2 separate regions of the Mus musculus genome follow, and region 1 is linked to region 2. Evidence: chromatin contacts called from public promoter capture Hi-C data. All regions are on one chromosome and are shown on one strand. Each heading gives the region's core, a stretch centred on a gene start, on an enhancer-like site or on the middle of the called end of the contact. The rest is flanking DNA. Distances are from core to core; before and after follow the strand shown. Region 1 has its middle 20 kb from the start of Gm52239. Region 2 holds the start of Grik1 (glutamate receptor, ionotropic, kainate 1).

Evidence for each region. Promoter capture Hi-C pulls out the DNA fragments that hold promoters and counts their contacts.
Region 1: a contact with region 2 is called in a promoter capture Hi-C map of hippocampal neurons, with 8 times the contacts expected there. The contact joins the enhancer-like site here to the promoter of Grik1 in region 2. A contact is called at or near these places in 3 of 39 promoter capture datasets (cranial neural crest, embryonic stem cells and hippocampal neurons), 7 of 484 Hi-C or Micro-C datasets (cerebellum, cerebral cortex, cortical neurons and 3 more) and 1 of 115 datasets of contacts at active chromatin or transcription factors (astrocytes).

The regions. Positions count from the first base shown.
Region 1 is chr16:89,772,578-89,776,149 of GRCm38.p6, reverse strand. No RefSeq gene overlaps it. Among named protein-coding and RNA genes, the nearest start is that of Gm52239, 20 kb to the left of the region's middle. Within about 2 kb of position 2,144, at least 66 of the 459 cell types and tissues checked have an H3K27ac peak or open chromatin away from gene starts, as enhancers often do. A contact at or near this core is called in cerebellum, cerebral cortex, cortical neurons and 1 more, where this site is marked.
Region 2 is chr16:88,288,765-88,292,265 of GRCm38.p6, reverse strand. Grik1 (glutamate receptor, ionotropic, kainate 1) reads left to right here and starts at 2,050. Exons shown (of 17, transcript NM_146072.5): 1 at 2,050-2,681. The coding sequence starts at 2,564.

The DNA.
Region 1 (3,572 bases), core at 895-3,394, 1.5 Mb before region 2:
CTCATGGTAGTTTTCCCTGCCTCAGTCTCTGGAGTGTTGTGATTATAGGCACAGCCCACCATACCTGACAGGCAAGCAGCCAGGCCCCTAAGAGGAAGGGATGCCAAGGGGAATCTGAAGAAATGGGCATCGCCAAGATGCTCTCGGGGGGCTAGCCTTAGCTCGTACCCATCTGTCTCATCACACTTCCCCTTGGCTTCCATTCTCCACCCAGGCTGAGCCATTTCTTGAGGTCTCTGTTTCCTTACAAACACTCCTCTGCCACGAAAAACTTACACATGTCTATATATAACTCTTGTCAAGCTGTCTTGTTAGTTTAATTTATCAAAAGCCCCAGGCATAGAATTTAAAGTGGACTAGAAGAAAAAAAAATCCTTTTCTAGCCTAGAAAAGAGATGGGAGGAATAAGGATTTTAAGGATATAGATTCCCAGAAATTCTGTTATTTCCCTGATTAATTCCACATTGTATTTCTGTATCTATCTATCTATCTATCTATCTATCTATCTATCTATCTATCATCTATCTATCATCTATCTATCTATCTATCTATCTATCTCTATCTATCAGGATGAGGTCTCACGTAGAAGCCCAGGTTAACCTTGAACTCATGGCAATCCTCCTGTCCCAGCTTCTCAACTTCCAGAATTATGTATGTTCGAGTCACCACATCTACCATGTTTTCTGATTTTACTCCCTAAATTTGTAACTAATAACTCTTTGCTTGTGTTAAATAAAAATTGGTAATAATTAAAACAATGGGAACCCTGCTTAGTTATTCTTTAGCATTCTTCAGAATGTACCCAAAAAGGCATCCTTCTTCAGCAGATTCAAATTACCCTGTAGCCATAAAACATCCCCTTGAGACATATTTCCTAGTGTTTATAAATAGTTTTCTTGAGTGTTCTTCACAATAAAGTCCCTAAGCATTTGCTGAAGAAGTGGGTTCCAATACATTTGACCATTTTGATATTGACAACGCAAAGGAGCCCTCTCTCTCTCTCTCCCTCTCTCTCTCTTCCTCTCTCTCGCTCTCTCTCCCTCTCTCTCTCTGGCATCCATATCATGCATTTCAAAACTCCTTGTTCTCATCTTTCATTCATCTCTCTTCAACTATCCAGTCGATGCATGTGCCCAATACCCCTATCTTCAAATGAGAGGAGAGAAAAAGGGCTCGTAAGAAATGGAAGCTTAGCCGGGCATGGTGGCACACGCCTTTAATCCCAGCACTCGGGAAGCAGAGGCAGGTGGATTTCTGAGTTCGAGGCCAGCCTGGTCTACAAAGTGAGTTCCAGGCCAGCCAGAGCTATACAGAGAAACCCTGTTTCGAAAAACCAAAACCAAACCAAAACACACACACACAAAGAAATGGAGGCTTTTGCCGGCAGTGATGGAGGAAGACCACCCAGAGATACAATACCGCTCAGCAAATGCGCATATCAAACCAGAACGTGCTTCCATTGGCTATAACAGGACCTGCCTGTTATATGCGAACCCGGCTTCTTTCAAACAACAAAGGGAATTTCTAGTCTCTAAGAAGGCTAAGTTAGTGTTTCTTTTACGGGTTTATCCGTGTAGGATGGATAACAGCATGCTGCGTGGGAAGCCTTTCTCCCAAACAACTACGTGAACCCTGCCTGCCCCCTGGTGGAGATCTGTAGGATAGTCCTAGATTTCTCTGCCGGTGAAGAACTGAAGCTAGCTTAGCAATTAGGCAGCGAGGGTCCAGTGCTGAGAGAGCCAACAGAGCAAGAAGCATCAGACTTTGGCGGGAATCTGCCCCCGCCCCCAAGGTGGTCCTGGAGCCTCTTGCTTTGGGTTAAGATGGGAACGTCGCTGTGTTTAAAGGCATGCAGTTGATTGTAATGTGCCAGTTGGATTCAATTTCCCTCGAAAATCCATCGTTTAACTGAAACCCTGGCAGCGAAGTGCTCGGCACTGGTGTTTGCTTTAATGCAGTAAGGAAGTTTTAGGGATCCTCACGAGTTGGCTGCTGCTGCTATAACTGGACGAACCATGGATTTGCCTGATTTTGGAGGGAGTGAGAGGATCGTGTTCTGCCTCTCCCCACCCCTGCCCCTTTGCTTTGGTCCAACATAACCCGGTTGGCTTCAGGCAGGTCCCTCCAAATTGTGCGCGAGGACGCCTCTCTGGTGCCCCCTCGTGATGGATCCACGAAGTGCCGCATCGTATTTAGAACTTGGAAGGATCCAGGCTGCAATTCCCTTTTTCCCTCTCACTCTAAAGAAGCGTCTGTCTGGGCTCACATACCTGCGCAGTTGGGCTTGTCTAGGGTTCAGCTTTAGGGTAGGTGCTGGGAAGACGGCTCAGGGTTTAGGAGCACTCAACGCTCTTCCAGAGGACCCAGGTTCGTTTTCCAGCACCGGCTTGGTGGTTGGCAATAGACTGTCACTCCAGTTCTGAGGACGATGGTACATTCTGGGTTCTTCAAGCACAGCATGCACACGGTGCACAGACAGATCTGCAGGCAAAGCACCCATATACATAAAATAAGTATTGAGGAGCAAGTCTCTGGTGATTGACAGCACACGCATCGACGGAACTCTCAGGGTAGCGTCTGCTCATCTCTATTTCCAGTCCTAACACTCGCCCCAAGGATTGGAGACGTAGACCTATGCCCCGAGATTGAGCAATTAGCTGCATCCGTGAAGTAAGTGAACAGGATGGTGATGCTGAGGACGGGGCTGGGTGCCCGTCAGGGGTGGGCTCCACTGGCGTGTGCAGAGGAATCCTTTAAGATGATTTGGTGAAAGGGCACGGAGTAGGGGGCGCATGAGGTGAGGTTGGATGACGCTGGGGAATTGCATCTCCAGTTTTGACCCAGAGTTCACCGTGGTGCTGTCACATTTAGAAAAGCTGTGACTCTGGTATGGACCGCACCAAGCGCCAGAGAGAACTGACAAGCTGGTGAGGACGGTGTGGATGCTAATGGACCGCATGGGAGCGGGCATCCTCACATGAAAGATGCTGATGAGGGGCATGGGAATCGGCGTCCTCACGTGAAAGATGCTGCCTGTGGTGTGGGAAAGAGAGCTCAGCCAGCGGATGCATACATTTGTGAGTGTGTGTTGTGAGTTCCTGTGTGTGCTGTGAGTTCATGTGGTGTCGCGCCCACCTCGGCCGGCAAGGAAGACACAACACGGTCGGATTCTTCTCAACAGCCTTTATTGCAGGAACACCTTGATGCTGCTACGGGGACCCCGGGAACCCAGGGAGGTCTGCTTATATGCACCCCAGCACAGGGAAAGGCTTCGTGTCCTCCTGGGATTGGTCAGTCTGTCGATGCCTAATTAGCATGCACCTGCTCGGGAGGGGTTGGCGCCAATCTCTGGTTTACACCTGCGCTGATGTTGTTTATGACAACGGCACACCAGAAACCTGCGCCATCTTAGAGTTGGCTTCCTACAATGTGGGTATTGTGAGTTTGTGTGTATATGTATGTTGTAAATTTGTGTTGTGTGTTGTGAACTCATATGTGTGTTGTGAGTTCATTTGTGTGTGTGTTGTGAATTCATATGTGTGTTGTGAGTTCATTTGTGTGTGTGTTGTGAA
Region 2 (3,501 bases), core at 801-3,300:
CACTTGTTCATCAAAGGATCAGTACAATGATCCTTCACAAACTCCTAAATGAGGTCAGTTTCCTCTTCCTCCTCCTCCTCCTCTTCCTCCTCCTCCTCTTCCTCCTCCTCCTCCTTCTCCTCTTCCTCCTCCTCCTCCTCTTCCTCCTCCTCCCCCTTCCCCTCCTCCTCCTCCTCCTCCTCCTCCTCCTCCTCCTCCTCCTCCTCCTCCTCCTTCTTCTTCTTTTGCACCTATGGTATGGCTTTCCAAATCTGACTTTTTTTTTTTAAGTCTGAGAGAGAACTCAAGGGCCTGATGTCTACCAGGAAGGAGTTCTATCATTGAGCTATATTTCTATGTGTTTCATGCTAGCAGTAACCATATTTCTGTTATGTGTTCAAGGCTTGGCACAATGTTACACAGAAAGTCATTTAATAGATGGGTGGATGGATGGAGGAAGGGAGGGAGGGAGGGAGGGAGGGAGGGAGGGAGGGAGGGAGGGATGGATGGTAGGTAGGTGGATGGGTGGATGGAAGGAGGGAGGGATGGAGGGATGGATGGATGGATAGATGGATGGATGGATGGTTGGTAGATGGATGGGTGGATGAATAATGGAGAGTGTGGCCTTCTTTTGAGGCAGATCATGTCATTGTTTCTATCTGGTTTTAGAAACAGTCTAAAATAAGTTGAAGTTGATTTTTAAAAAAAATTCCATTTACTATTCTTACTTTTACTTTTCCTCTCATTTAACCAACACCAAGAAAGCCCTCTTTCTTCAGTACAAGAACTTCATGTGTCTGCCTACAGCCACTTATGTCTTTGATCCTTTCCATTGGTAAGGTGCACCCCTAAATCTGCATGAATCATCTTCTTATCAGAGTCCATGTTCTATTCCCTCAACTTTCATGCTGAAAAATTGAGAAGTCACATACAATACTAGCCTCCAGAAGTGACACTATAGCCTCTTCCTAGAAAATATAATGTGGTTTTCTCATGATAAGTTCTTCAGGGAACAGAGTCTCTGCCAGCATGTATAAGCTACTCAATGTGCATTTGTGGAATAAGTGAATTTTAAGATACACTACTCTGGTAATCTTTTCTCATTCTGGGCTCATATAATTACAAGTGCTTCTTTTATGAATTAACTCAATTTAGATCACCTTTCCAAATTCCTACGAAGGAAAAAAAAAAGCACCTTGAGGTGTTCACACAGAACCAGCAAACATTTATATGGAACATTCCCCAGAAAGCTCATAGGAAATTAAGCCAACATGAGCAAACGCTGATTTCCCGGGGGAAGTGGCCTTGTCCTTCTACAGAGAAATGCTCTCTAAACCTACATTGTTAAAATAGCCTATTTCCAGTGCTTCAATGTGACAGTCAAAAGAAATTAAGAAAAGCTGCGTGCCCGAAGCTGCCTCTTTCTCAGTTCTGCGCTTGTAAATGGAAGCAATTTTCAAGACATTATGCCTGGTTCGAATAGGAAGAGTCGCTATAATCTTAAAAGACTGAAGGGTACCTATGTCTTTTCCTTCTTCTTTCTCCTCCTCTCCCTTTCTCTTCATCCTTCTCAGAGTTAAAAATGGAAACTCTGGTAATTTTTAAAGATTACTCGCTGAGGTTGTGATTTCCTATCACGTGCTACGCATCTCTAAGACCCCGGTATAGGAGCCTAGGCATAAGGCTGTCATTTACAAGGAGTAGCAGAATTCCATTTGCCTAGGGACCAATAGATTAGATTTGATCCGTCTTGGGGATGCTAGACTCAATGGACTTTCCAGCACCACAGCGCGAAGTTGAGGGGCTGCATGTGTGAGTGCATGCTGTAAATTGTGTGTGTGTGTGTGTGTGCCCGCGCGCGCGCCCGCGCTCTCGCATGTGAGCACGAGTGAGTGTGTGTGTGTGTGTGTGTGTGTGTGTGTCCGCGAGCGCGTGCGCGAGTATGCGCGCTACTGAGTGTGTCTGGCTGGGTTAGTAGGGTTGGCTGGGGCGGGCAGTAAATAAAGGGTGGGGCCAAGAGAGGAGGAGGGAAAGCGGGACTGTGAAAGAAGCAAAAGCCTGGGTTGTATCACAGTAAACCCGCTGGAGCTCATCCTGTTTGGTTGGAGCTCTGCACCAACTCCCCCAGTTCCCTCTCTCCTTGGGTGTCTTCTTCCCTCCTTTTCTCCCTTTTCCTCACTGCACCCTGAATCCACTACCCATTTCCCCCACCCATCACTTCTGCATCTGACCAGAGGACGAATGAGTGAGACGTTCCAGCAAATCGAGGCAGCAACTTTCCTCAGCTGGTCTCTGGGCTCCAGGAGCGAAATCCTGCTGATTCTTGGAGGTATGCAGCCCATGGAGGAGGAAGAGGACGAGCAGTGATGGGCTAACGACCCGTGCAAGAAGCCCCAAGCAGCTCAGTCTCGGACGCCCGCTTCACGCTTGTTCCCTCCACCTCGCTCTCCTGAGAGCAGAGAGCGCGCGGTGTGCAGACTCGGAACATCCAGGGAGGATGAGGCGGGGACCCAGCCCAAGTTGGGTGCATCTTGCGGGCGTGAGGCCACGACTGTGTTTCGGCATGAATTAAGAAGCTTGAAAGATGGAGCGCGGCACAGTCCTTATCCAACCCGGGCTCTGGACCAGGGACACCAGCTGGACACTCCTCTATTTCCTGTGCTACATCCTTCCTCAGACCTCCCCTCAAGTGCTCAGGATCGGTGAGTGAGCCCGCGGAAGCGCTCCGAGCCCTGAGCTCCAGGGGTCGCGGTCGCTCTCTGTGCCCGCGAAAGCTCAGCGCGCCCAAGGCAAGGCAGCGCGCGCTGGTGTGGGGATGGGAGTTGGGGATAAGGGGTCACCGAGCACTTAAAGCTTCACAAGAAAGTGGGAGTCGGTCACTGCTTCCCTCCTGACAGGTACCAGCTTTCCCAGAATGTATGATTGGCGGGTTTTTTCAATCTGAGATCCAAGAATCCGAGCCATAGTGCAGGGATCCAGGCTCAACTGGGTTGGCTCCTACTCTACCATCAAGTCACGCGCACACCGCGCACCTTTGACCACTTGAATTGGGCTATTGGAGGCGGGGTGAAATCTCTCTTCCAGGTGCCTAAGTGGATGTGCACCAGTCCACTAGTCCGGATTACAGAAAAGAATGTCAGAACCTTAACAATAGAATCCCCGAACCATTAGCACCATGGGAATATCACACAGCATGTTAGCTCAAAGCCTTCAAGTTTTTAACTCTAAATTGCGTTCTTTTGTATGGAGTCTGGAAAGTCTGAAGGTGTGCACTGGCGAGCTTGAGAGTGCAGTGATCTGGGACGATGGTCAGTGAATACGGAAGTTTCCTTTCCCTGCCCAATCTTACCCACCTGCTTACCACTCAGTGTCTTCTAATCCCCAAACCAGACAACTTCTGGGAAAGTTTAGGCTTAAACCTCCAAAGAGATTAAAAAGAGACTACTAGAACACTAAAGACAGAAATCTTGAGGTGTCACAAACAGAACCAAGGGCCAGCATTACTAACAGAATGGTCATTGT